Regions from separate parts of the Sparus aurata genome. Here region 2 is linked to region 1. The links are chromatin contacts, called in public Hi-C maps. All regions are on one chromosome and are shown on one strand. Each heading gives the region's core, a stretch centred on a gene start, on an enhancer-like site or on the middle of the called end of the contact. The rest is flanking DNA. Distances are from core to core; before and after follow the strand shown. Region 1 holds the start of LOC115577053 (ADP-ribosylation factor-like protein 4C). Region 2 holds the start of ahr1b (aryl hydrocarbon receptor 1b).

Evidence for each region. Hi-C and Micro-C count contacts between places; a contact is called where the count stands out from the background.
Region 2: a Hi-C map of an unstated tissue shows a contact between it and region 1, with 4 times the contacts expected there. The contact joins the promoter of ahr1b here to the promoter of LOC115577053 in region 1. A contact is called at or near these places in 2 of 2 Hi-C or Micro-C datasets (skeletal muscle and an unstated tissue).

Annotation. Positions count from the first base shown.
Region 1 is chr24:18,190,889-18,197,591 of fSpaAur1.1, reverse strand. LOC115577053 (ADP-ribosylation factor-like protein 4C) reads left to right here and starts at 3,262. Exons shown (of 1, transcript XM_030409844.1): 1 at 3,262-6,703. The coding sequence starts at 3,600. The coding sequence ends at 4,187.
Region 2 is chr24:18,336,085-18,342,787 of fSpaAur1.1, reverse strand. ahr1b (aryl hydrocarbon receptor 1b) reads right to left here and starts at 2,568. Exons shown (of 15, transcript XR_003982999.1): 1 at 1,890-2,568. LOC115577017 (aryl hydrocarbon receptor-like) reads right to left here. Exons shown (of 11, transcript XM_030409773.1): 11 at 3,986-6,703.

The DNA.
Region 1 (6,703 bases), core at 2,013-4,512:
TGTTTCACTAACACACACACACACACACACACACACACACACACACACACAGAGGCTTTAATGTGCTTTAATTAAAGCAGATAATTATTCACCCTGTGAGGACAGGCCACCTTGACAGACTCGTCCTTTGCCTCTCGATGACGAACCCTCAACATTCCTGCCCGTCTCCTGGAGACGAGTCCCAGCTCAGTGTTCTGTTCCAGTGGAGCGGTTCTGTCCCGTCATCAGAGGACTGCAGCTGTTATTCTGTCCATCAAACCACAGAATCAGAACCGTGTGTGATGAGCAAAACATTCATTTTCCACACCGCTCATTCACACACATTGGCAGGCGACGAGATGCTTTTGAAAATGCAAAGCAGGCGGTGAGATGAAACGCTGCAGCGAGCCGTCGGCCTGTTTCATCTGTGTGGAAACGGGCCAGGCCGGATTCACCTCGTGGAGTCCGGAGGATGTAAAGAGCCCTTGAAAGATAAAGGACGCACAGAAATAAAACTCCTTTATCTGCTTGTTGTCACGCCTCGCTCCTCCAGCAGCTCCTCCGTCGTCACAGGGGAGTCGGCTGTTGTCATGTGGATCCTCGTGGAGCCTGATGGAGCCTGATGGAGCCTCTGGTCGTGTCGTTATCACGACTCCAGCTGAAGGATTATCTGTTTCACTTTCCAGGCTGGAGAATCTGCTCCTCCTCATCAGTTCACAGCCTGCAGATATCATATCACAGTGCAGGAGAAACAGCAAAACATTCAGGTCCATGTTTTGTTTGTTCACACAATAACAGTGTCTTTCCAGATGCCTCAAAAATGAGTTTTGAAAAAGTTTTGCAGGGGAAAAAAAATTCTGAAAAAAAATTAAAAAATCAGAAAAGTTCAGATTTTTATCGAGAAAAAAGAATTTCACTGAAAAAAAATATTAAGGAAAAAAAACTTTTATTGAGAATTTCTTTTATCGAAAAAAAATTGAGAAAAAAACATTTTTATTGAAAAAAAAAAAAAAAATTTTATAGCATTTTTTTCTTTTTGAAAAATTTTCAATTTTTCAATTGAAAGTAATTTTATTGAAAAAAATATATAATTATAGAAAAAAATGTTTTTATTGAAAAAAAAAAACATTTGTGGAAAGAAAGAAAAAAAATTCTGATTTTTTTGTGAACTGTTCCTTTAAGTCACATATTGATCAGATGATATTGATCAGATGATATTGATCAGATGATATTGATTAGATGATCTAAAAGCCGTCCACAGCTGTGAACTCATCCGAGAGTTTAAACAAAAGAAATCTTTTATCGTACATGAAGCAGAAAAAATCATCATCAGAACATTTCAACAATAAAAAGTTCATTTAAAGTAAATTTCCCCCTAAAGCGTAATGAAGGACGGAAATGTAATCAAAGGCAGAGAACAAACAGTTTTTTAATTTGCACTTTAGAGTTGGAACTAAAACTTTTGTTTCTCATTAAAACTTAATTTGAAGGTAATTTGGACTGAAGAAGTTCAGCTCAGCCCGTTTCCACAGAAACACGTTGGTTACTGTTACCTGAGGAACCGAGAGGAGACGCAGCTGAGTGGGCGAGAGACACTTAGTGACTCAGCCTTGTTAGAGAGAGAGGAGTGTGTGTGTCTGTGTGTGTGTGTGTGTGTCTGTGTGTGTGTGCCTGTGTGTGTGTGCGTGTGTGTGTGTGTCTGTGTGAGTGTGTGTGTGTGTGTGTGTGAGCTGGTTTTAATTTGTTTTATTGATCACACACACTCATCAGGTCGAGGATCGATGCAGGAGGAGGTCAGAGAGAACAATTAGTGAAGTCCTGATGACTCAGGTTGTGTAGTTGTGTAGTTGTTGTGTGTTTGGGGACCGGTGTTGTCTCTTCACTGATGAAACCTGTTAAAGGTTCATTCCGCGCAGCTGTTTTCACTCAATCTGGTTGATTAGATGCTGTTAATGTGTGTAGAGCTGCAGCATCACCCTCAACTACAACAGCTGAATTATTCACAAAGGTTCATTTATAAAATCGTCTTCTGTTCACAACCAGACAAACAAACGGAGGCGTGTGAACATGTGGTTGTACCGGCAGCAGAATGCTTACAGGCCGGAACACAAACAGAACCAAACTGAAATGTGCTCCAGTGAAATAAAACGTTAAAACTGAAGGTGTTTCATGTGTTGAAGTCAAGCAAACACATCAGGGTCTAAACAGACCAGAGAGTCAGGGTCAGATCCAGACTGAGCATCAGAACCACCTGGTGTCACCCCCCACTGAGATTGGCTGAGATGGAAATGTCCCACGCTGCTTCCACTCCTCCATCAGGAGTCAGTCTGCACCACCTGCACTCAGCTGATCTGGATTGTTTTCACGTCTCCTGCTGCTTCAGTCACATTTCTGTTTCTTGGTGCAGCTTTTTAGAACGCTTTCAACATTTCATGCTTAAAATGAAGTGACGGGGAGAAAGTTTGCGGCAGGAGGAAGTCGTGGAGTCGTTGCTCAGTGTGAATGATGCCTGTGAACAGATGCAATAAAAGAAGAGAGGTTCATGTTAATGTTCAGTTTCTGTCTGCAGAGAATCTCTTATTGTTGTGAGATCTTCTGCTGCCATCTAGTGGAGCTCATGTTGAAGGTTCCTTCTCTTCAGTGCTCTGCAGATGTTGGTGCTCAGAGTTTGGACACATAAATCTTAAGTACGCTGCTTTAAATCCCTGAATAATCAACTTTCAGTGTGTTTCTTGTCCTTGATTCTACCGTTTACATACAGATAATGTTGAATTCACATTTACGCTCATTTACACCAGCGTGCTTTTATTTTCTTTACCAGTTTCTGCTCACAAAAAAAGAACTTTTTCATATATGACAGTTGTAAACGCTCATGTAGACCAACTGTGTGTGTTGAGGTTAAACAGTATCACAGATTATACTGACTCTTCTACATTATAAACTCTCTACAGAACCTGCAGATGGTCCGAACATCTTTAAATGCTCGTCAGCTCACAGCACCAGATGTTTTTAATGTTTTTAACCTCAAAGCCTTTTTATTAAACACTTGTTTAGTGGCCACACATTCATACAACCACACAACAATAAAGAAATTTGATTGGTCTCAATCAAATATAAATGCTAAAGAACATGAAGTTAGAAGGTAGTGCAGGGGTCACATGTGACCGCTAGGTGTCAGTTTGAGCAGCTCTGTGCGCAGAGGAAACACTGCAGCACACACCTTTCAAAATAAGATCCTCCCGCATAGAGGAGGCTTTTATTTTGTCTTCACCGGAAGTCTTATTTTGTAGTCCTCTGCCCGTGCTTGACGCATCTTCTCATGAGGCAGGTCCACGCGTCACACACCACCACTTTGTGTTGTGTGTTGCTACATGGAGACATGATGTGACACTCGGCAGCGCGTAATTTGCGCATTTGGAGATGTTCCGCTGTGCGCGCGCTGGTTCGGCTGCCGCTGTTGGAGTGAGTCCAGGGATGCTGCCGGAGTGCCTCCGCGCAACGAGGGGCTGCGCCCTGCGCCTCTGCTGAGCGGACCAGACGTTTGATTCGACTGCATGGATCACTCCCGGGACGTGTGAGCGTCTGCCGCGGTGCGCACTGACCCTCCTCCCCGCTGCATCATGGGGAACAGCTTCTCCAACCTGGCCGCCTTCACGTCCCTGCACATCGTCATGCTCGGTTTGGACTCTGCGGGGAAAACCACCGTCCTGTACCGGCTGAAATTCAACGAGTTCGTCAACACGGTGCCCACCATCGGCTTCAACACGGAGAGGATCCGTCTGGGCGGCGCGGGGGCCTCCAGGGGCATCAGCTGCCACTTCTGGGACGTCGGGGGCCAGGAGAAGCTGCGGCCGCTGTGGAAGCCCTACAGCCGCTGCACGGACGGCATCGTGTACGTGGTGGACTCGGTGGACGCGGAGCGGCTGGAGGAGGCCCGCACCGAGCTGCACAAGATCACCCGCTTCTCCGAGAACCAGGGGACCCCGCTGCTGGTCATCGCCAACAAGCAGGACCTGCCGCGGGCGCTGGATGTCGGGGAGATCGAGAGGCAGCTGGCTCTGGCCGAGCTGAGCCCGTCCACCCCGTACCACGTCCAGCCGGCCTGCGCCATCATAGGAGAGGGTCTGGACGAGGGCATGGACAAGCTGTACGAGATGATAGTGAAGAGGAGGAAGTCGCTGAAGCAGAAGAAGAAGAGGAGGGAGTAAAGTCTGCGGATGTGAGCAGATTATATTCACGGTGATGAAGGTGAAGCTGCAGAAACTCTATTTAACAACATGTTCATTTGACAAACAGCTGTAATAAGAATCAGAGTGATATAATGTCCAGGAGGAGGATGATGATGATGATGATGATGATGGTGGTGGTGACAGATTGTGTTGCTGACAGCAGCAGCAGTGTGAACAGGACGGACTCTCCTGGCACAGCTCCCTGCTGCGCACACAGAGCTGAGACGGTGTTACACCAAAGAAGATTCCCCCGAGAAACAAACTCTCATCCTTCCTCTCATCCTTTGGTTCCTTTGGTTTTGACTCTGGAGGGTTCAGTTAAGGTCATTTATCAGCTGTAGCTGTTCTGTGGCTAAAAAAAAAAAAAAAGAAAGCGGATGAGGGATAAAAAGATCTGTTACAAGATAATGAGCTAGATTTAGTTGGGAATGTAGAAGAAGAGCTTGTTAACTGTGTAATTTAATTGCATAGCTTCTCAGCATTCATTTTTTAAATATGATTTAATGACGTTAAGGTTCATTACATCATGTAACTCTTCACTCCCCAGGCTGCTCATAATGCCACAGAACAGGGAGGTTTCTCCAGACGACCCACAACAAAACACTGCGCGGTCGTCAACATGCAGTGATTTTGGGCACGAGCCTCGGAAAGAAAATCCGATCTGGATCCTCACAGTTCAAAATAACCACAAGTTCTGGTTCAGGAGCTCCTGGAGGGTTCAGCTGAGGTCATTATTTCACTTGTAGATAAAAAAAGTGAGGGGTGTTCTAGATTTTGTAGCTCTACGACTGAGCTGAAGCAAACAAACAAAACAATTTTTCATGACTCATCACACACGAACAGGCCTGTAGCTACAACTGAGGTCATGTCCTCTACAGATACATGTCTGGTAACACTTTATCCATTACGTCATTAAAATAAACGATTAAATATGATTAAATAATGCAAATTTATAGTTATTAAACTGTTAACAAGCAATGAAATGCTTTATAAACTATTTATTAGCGATTGTTCTTTGGAAAGTTACAGTTGATTTATGAACCATCTCATTGTTCCTGAACAGTGAAATCTAACAATCTATAAATGAACATTGATTAATGATGGTGATTATAAAGTGTTATCGAGGTCAGTAAGTTCTTTTTTAGCAAGGAAATAAGTTAAATACATTTACAAATATACTGTTAGACACAAAATACACACCCGTATCTTGACATCCCTGGATTTAAGAAAGAAATGTGAAAAAATGACAGTAGATATTTTCATCCTCGTCCGTGAAATCACCCAGAAGCCATATTTCAGGCCTCGACCTGAGTAGATGTCTTTTATCAACTTCACATGTAGCGTTCCCAACTTTCTTCTACGTAAAGTAACAAGTTAAATAATCACAGGTGGAGTAAAGTAATAGAGTACAGGCTCTGAAATGTACTCAAAGTATTTCTGTGCAGAGCTAACTGAAGCTCACGTCATGTTAATATAATTCAAAGACTGAAAGTTAAAGGTAGAATCGATAGGATTTGTCCCAGCTGTTCCTGAACACACCACAAAGACAGCTGACAGTTGATTGCTGGTAAAGCGACATAATGCATTCAGACTGATATACAACCGTGTTTTTGAATTGAAAATGTAACAAGGAGAAAGTTCAGGGAGGAAAAGTCAAAACTGTCTCAAGTAAAGATACGTGAAAATCTACTGAAGTACAGAAACAAACTTCCCACTTCTGGATATTTCTTCTCAGTGACTGATTACAGCAACTTTAATCATTTAATTAACTTAACGTCATTACACGTGACTCTGTACTCCCTGAACCTGCAGTGTTATTCCAGGCGACTTACAACAGAACACTACGCAGTCGTCGACATAGAGTGATTTTGGTGGTTTGGTTTCAGCAGTTTTGGAAGCCGCTGTTCCTCGGAGTTGTTGAGAAAGTGTTACGAGTGTCTTCCTGTGAAACAAACTGACGGGCTGGAACCCGTTCAGCTGTTTTTCCTCTTACTGAAGCATATTTAATCCTGATGAATGACAAACCAAAACATGCTGCGTGGGGAGGTTTTTTTAAAAAAAGAATCGAATTAGAAATACCCCTACGCACCAATTCAGTCCCCGACACAATGAGCCACCCACATGATTGACAGCTTGCAGAATAGTTCATAGAAAAATGACTGAAATAAGTATTTTGTCTTAATGACAGGACGGCTGAATGTCTCACATGGACTGTTGCGTAATGCCGCGTTCACGTCTCAACAGGAGAAGAAGAAACGGGATTAAAACGAAGTTTGCTGCATCAAACTTTAAAGACTTTAAATCAAACTGCAGCATGTTCCGCATCCTCACGTACAGCTGATTGTGTTTTAATATGTTGGAATGCAGCAAAATCCCCACGTCACACTCGCAATAACCACCAGGGGGCAGACGCAAATGTTTGTTTTTGTTCTCGATCTAAATACAATATTTCCGACATCGATCCGACGTGAACGTGGCATCCTGTCTCCGCAGTG
Region 2 (6,703 bases), core at 1,319-3,818, 150 kb before region 1:
CTCCAAACGTCGAGTATCAGTCGGCTTCATTATCTAACATGAGCTATTTAGTTTATAATAACAACAAACAACTTCTGTATTTTAAATACAATCGGATGTTGATATTGTATCAGTTTAAACACGTGGTAGTGGTATTATTAAACCTTAAGAGATTTGTTTTATCAGAATTTAAACACTGACAATTCATTTTCTGTTAATTGAACAATTGTTCAATTTATTTATTTATTTTCTGAGCAAAATATGAGAATGATCGAGATGTTTTTTTTTTTTACCACATCTCACAAATATACAAACTCAACTTGTACCATAATAATATTACATTTTTTTAACAAAGTATTAACTGGTAATTGCAACATATTTCTTCATTTCAGGGCTGATTACGATATTAGACTAAGATCTGTTTGTGAGGGAGGCAGAATGTTTTACAGTTTAACAATAAACTTTATTGTCTAAACTGAAATAACATGTTTTTTCTCTTTTTAACGGAACATAATTGAGGAAAAAGCAACAAAATAAGGAAATGTTCTTATTTGATATATTCTGAGGTAAGTTTTTTTATCATTATATGGGAGAAAATCAAAAATTCTAATTATTAAATTATAACCTACTCCAGATCATAATTACTAAATTATACATGTAATAATGGTTAAATTATTATAACCCATAGGTCTAATTATTAATTCATAACCTATCTTAAGCATCTTTACCTTATTATATTACATCATTATTATTCAAGTGTGAGTGTTAATATCAAGAGTTTTTTATTTTAAATGTCTGTTATGTAGACACTGATATTATTAGCCTAATTTTATTTTAATTATCTTTTTTTTTTTTTTACTGGAAAAAGGCGCTTGAGGCAGATTATAATTTAATTATTACAACCTGGGGCAGGTTTTAATTTATTAATTTGAAAAAGAAAAAGATAAATATAATTATTAAATCATCATCCACCCCAGATTATAAATATTAAATGATAGCCTAATAAATACACAAGTTCAATTTGGGCCCATAATTTAAAATAGCAAGTTAGTGCTTTCATATAAAAGAATATGCGCTGATATGATTATAATTATTATTTATTTAACATTTTTATAAAATACAGTACAGAGAAGATGCAAGGGGAAGGTTACAATTTCATGATTAGTGGTAATATCTAATCTTAATGTTGATTTTAGGTCCATTATTAAAAAAACAAACATGTTGGGGCTTCTATATTAATGGATATGTGCTGATATTATCATTATTATTCTAATTTTTAATCTCTTTGACAGAACATAATATAAAAAAGATGCTTGGGGTTGATTATTATTTAATAAATAATGTTAATATTTCATTTGAGATGTCAATTTTGTGTCCATTATTTTAAAATAGCATGTTAGGGCTTCCATAAAATGCACATGTGCCATTATTATTATTATTTATTCATTTGTTCACTCCTTTTCATAGAACATAATGCTGAAAAGATGCTTAGGATAGGTTATAATTTAATAATTAGTTTTAATATTTCATTTTAAATGTCAATTTTGGGTCCGTTATGTACAAATAGCACGTCAGGTCTTCCATATTAATGGATGTGTGCTGATATTATCATTATCGTTTACATTTTTTATTCTTTTTACAGAACGTAATGTGGGACAGATGCTTAGGGTAGATTATCATTTAATAATTAATGTTAATATTTCATTTTAAATGTGGATTTGGCTCTATTATGTACAAATACTTCAATTTTGAGCTTCCATATATTTGCTGGGATTTCAAAGTTTTGACATTTTGGATGATGTCAGTCTAAATGAAGTGACCAGGAACAGTAAAGTGTGTCTCGGATGAACAGAATAAGTGTTAAAAAACATTAAATTTATCTTTCAATCACATTAATAAATCAGACTCACCCCTTCTGAGCAGGTTTTCTCCTCTTCCGTCCCGCATACATGTTGAGAATGTGGATTTAATCACAGTGGAGCCATAAACTTTAACTGATGGAGGCTCCGGCAGAGTCCAGTAGAGTCCAGAGGGGACCAGCAGAGTCCAGTAGCGTCCAGAGAGGACCAGCAGAGTCCAGTAGAGTCCAGAGGGGACCAGTCGAGATCAGGAGAGTCCAGTAGAGTCCAGTAGAAGCTGTGGGACAGACACCGGTCGGACCAGATTCATGTGTTCTCGGACAGAAACGCTTCAAACTCGCGTTAAACCCCAACCAGCCGAGTTCAGACGGGAGTTAATCCAACATGTCGGTTTACAGAGGAGATAAAACGTAAACAAGACCACAGATCGGTCATTTAACGGTAAACTCGGTGTAAATCAGATGACATGACAGCTCCCGGGTGAAGGAGAAGTGTACCGGGGACGTTAGCGCAGTTTCTCTCCGGTCATCTCGTCCGTGTCGTCCCGCTGCCGCCGCCTCGAATCCCGCTGACGTTTTAAAACAAACCTCCGTTCGAACTTCACATCCTGGAGTTCAGAGCCGGAATATCAACATGGAACCGTGTTAAAGTTAAATTCTCCTCCTGCGTCCTGTCTCCTCTCCTCTCCTCTCCTCTCCTGCGTCCTCCCTCCTCCACAACCTGCGCGCGCTCCCTCTTCTTCCTCCGCCAGCACTGATTGGACGTCGGGAGCGCGCGGCGGGTCAAAGGTGACGTAGGGAAAAATAACGGTCGACTTCTCGAAAATTCGAGAAACGGTCGAAAATTTAAAATGTACGGATATTTATCGACAACAAACAGGTATGACTGACATGTTTTATATTAATTATGCTGTTCTGTTTTTATTAACATTTAATGAGGTGTCATTTTGTAGAAGGGTTAACCCTACATATTGATTTATACAGAAGTTCAGAGAAGCTAACTTCATTTTATCAATTTAAAGCGAGAGCATGTAACGTTAGCTTTAAAAAGTGTTATCATCTAAAGATAAAAAATAAAGCTAGCTTAACTTAGCTAACTGTGTACTGAGCTATGTTTGCTAACATGATAAATGTTTAATTTCTATAGATGTAACTTCATATTTATAAGATCAACTATGATTGTCGATGTAATGTTAATAACATCTGTAGATGTGGCTAATGTTAGCTTCCTTTACTTGGCTAACTTTATTGACAAACTGAGCTGTTTGTTGATATGATTAATTTTTAATTTTCAAAAGGTGTGCGATGTTTGCGATAAATGTAGCTAATATTAGCTAGTTTTATTTAGCTAACTCTATATCAATAAATTCAGCTATGTTAGTTGGTATGATTTATCTTTAATTTTGATACATGTGGCAAATGTTAGCTATAAATATGGCTAATATTAGCTAGCTTTACTTAGTCCACTTTCACTTAACTGAGCTGTTTGTCAGTGTAATTCATCTTTATATACATATTTCTATAAATGTGGCTAATTTTAGTTTGCTTCCTTAGTTAACATGATAGCCAAATAGTTTAATCTCAAAACAATTCATTTCAGGGGAAAATATTATATTTTTTTATCTTTTACATATGATGCCACATTATACTTTTTACTTTACTATATTTGTATTTATTAAGAGTCCTTGAAGATGCGAGTGTTCCTGAAGTAAAAGCTGTGAATGTTGTATATTGGAGGATATATTACTGTTTGCTATCTAACAATGTTAAGCGTCACTCCTGGTTTGTACATTCTGACACACATACAAGTGTTTTCCAGCCCTTTTGTGGACATTGTACTTGCTTTATGATGCAGTGTGTCACAGTAAGATAATATTAGACTGTGTTTGATCCCTTCTGGCCCAGTTTGTTCCTGCAGTGAAACCATTAAAGGCTTAACTGGGAGCAGATTGTGAAACAGGAGCAGATGTACTAAAGAGCAGTTACACTTAGAGCTACGATGTCCTCTAGTGGACACTGGAGAGCATCACAGTCATCAGAACTACAATTTAAATGACAAAATTCATTTAAACCAATGTCTTTTACCTCTTTCCTTTAAATATATTGACATTTGAGGAGTAAAAATACCCACAAAGAGATGAACAGTAAGGCTGTGTGATCAAATCACCTTTAATACGGTCAGCATGAAAAGATCAAACACTCAATACGCTGATAAAAGGCAAAATATTGAAGGCAAATCCACAAAATATAATAAGTTGAAGAGTTACAAAAAGAAAACATCGTTATAAGAGGTTACATATGTTTATGCTGTGCAGAAAATGTACAAAAAAATGATGATAGGTGTGAGTCAGGTTAAGGCAATACAACATTAAAATACACAATATAGGACAATATTTGAAAAAAAACATCAAATATATATATTTATATACAGGTACACAAAGATACTGCAATGTGGAGCCTTGGCCTCCAGGGTTTGAAAAATAAAAGTATAATAAGTACAAAGCTTTTTTTTTTTGTTTAAATCTAGAAGCAAGCAACAAGATATATATTTATATTTCTTTATCATATTTCAATGAAAGCACTCGACAACGCTTGTACTGATCGGATCCATCTGTGATGATTTTTGGTCTAATTCAGATTTTTTTGGTGACACTGCTGTCAAGGCACACATGGTGATTTTTGTCATAGCACCTCATAATGTTCTTTAACGCGTCGAAACTCAAGTTCAAGTTCACAAAAGACGTCGACGGTGATGTGCAGAGGGGAGAAATCTGGGGAAACAAAAGCTTTTGGCTCAGCTTTCACGGATTGTTAAGAATCAATCATCACTTTGTCCTTTAAATATGTACAGTTACTGTAATATTTAAGTTACTAAGTAATAGAAAACATTTAGTAAACAAACTACGATTTTTCTTTCCAACACACATTAAAAAAAGACATATTTTTATGAGCCTTAAACTAAGATTTTTCCGCACGTTTAAGGAAAACCGAGCCAAAGCAGTTGTAACTCAGCCTGCCTCCTTTGCTTCTACTGCAGTTAGTGGTTCACTACATTACCCAGAATGCCCCTCAACGACTCTTAGAGAAAGGGGCAGGTTGTTGCTAACGTCCACGTCACGTGGTTTGTCTCGTATCCAAACTACACACTCCTGTAAACACACAAAACTTGAACCAGATGGAAGGCACCATTTTTCCCACTTCACGGTGCATTCAAGTGCACCTCATAAATTCAGAAACTTCTAGCTTGTTTCCTGATTGTAGTTTGTTGGGGTACATCTGTCTTTACTCTGTTGTTCTTTCACCACAGCCTTTTGGATAACTGTGGTTAAAAAAAAAATATCTGGATGTTCTGAAGATGATTGATAATTTCATGTTTTGTTTTTAAAAATAAGTTTCCTCGTCTGTAATTTCTGCACAGCTGAGGGTCAGAACGGCCGATGATTTAATATTTGTTGACTTGTTCCCTTCTCTCTTTTCTTCTTCTTCTGTGTTTATTGACATATTTTAAATCCATGAAAGCACTCCTGACCTTAAATCGTCTCTATTTCATTTCTTGGGAACTCTAAATGACTCCCACATGACGTGAACGCAGCTTCGTTAGTGAATATAAACATATCTTCACAGTTTGTGAAACCACGACTACAAACGTTCTGGTCCGTTTCCTATCAGAATCATCAGACAGTCGACAGAAAGCGTGGATGTGTGTTTCCGTCTTGTCCCTTTGGTATCCTCGAGAATAAAGCACCACAGATGGCTTCATGGCTTGTTTTTTTTTTGGTATTGAAGTCAAAGATATTCAAGTTTTCACGTCACAGAGGAAGCTGTAAGTATTCTGCACAGAACTTCAGCTTCCGCGGCTCAGTACTGATGAAGCGACGCGTGTTGGAGGCTTTCTTTCTTTTTCTTTTTCAATCTAAGTGCTGAGTTTTTTTTTTTAAGATCAACAGACAATCACAAAGAGGTCAATTCGAAGGCACTTGAAGTTTAACTCGCGTTCTTTTTCTTTTTCCTTTTTTTCCCCCCCTCGTTTTAAAAAATATACAATAGCTGCCTTTTAACCGTTTTTACTTCTGTGTTTCGCTGCCGGACAGTCCGAGCGAGAACGTCGATAAATTAAACCACAAAGACAGAAAGGAGGAAAGAGGACGGAGATCTGAGGTGGGAAACACAAAGGAGAGGGTCAAAAACTGATGACTGAACATCCTGGCCGTTAATTACTCTGTTTAATTTAATCCAATCGGAAGGAAGCCACCAGAAAAGGCTCAAAGAAAATGATCCTCCTGTTAAGCTTTCACTCTCACTGGGTCTATTCTGTTCTAATAAAAAGTCTGGAGGGTCCAGTCCGTCTAAAATCACTAAAATCATCTTAATTTGTGCAAATTATGTTGCTATCGGAATCTCTTTTTGTAATAAAGCTCAGAAACAGATCTGTTGATTATTTTTCTCTTCGCTATGCTTTGGCAAACTTTAAAGGAATAGTGCAAAACAGTTGGCTTGTTGAAGTTTAACTTTGGTTCTATCTTTTTTTTTTTTTTTTTGTCCCGGTGGAAATGTTTTAAAGTGTCGACAGACTGTCCCTTTAAAGTCTCAAACAGTGCTGTCAGTTTAAGGCACAACAGGAAAACACAGAAATATCAAAGAAAAGAAAAACTGGCTCAATGACAGAAGAAGCTCGGGCTGAATGCGTTTCAAATACATAGAAGGAGGCACAAGTGAGCAGCTGTTTTCACAGAATCATCTCATGTTTGGACCATAAAGACGGTCTTGTTACAGGATGATGTTGTGACGTTGTTGTGCGTTTTTTTATTTATATACCCTGTCTGCAAAGCAAATAATCTCCCTCACTGGGAACAGTAAAGAGTTGAA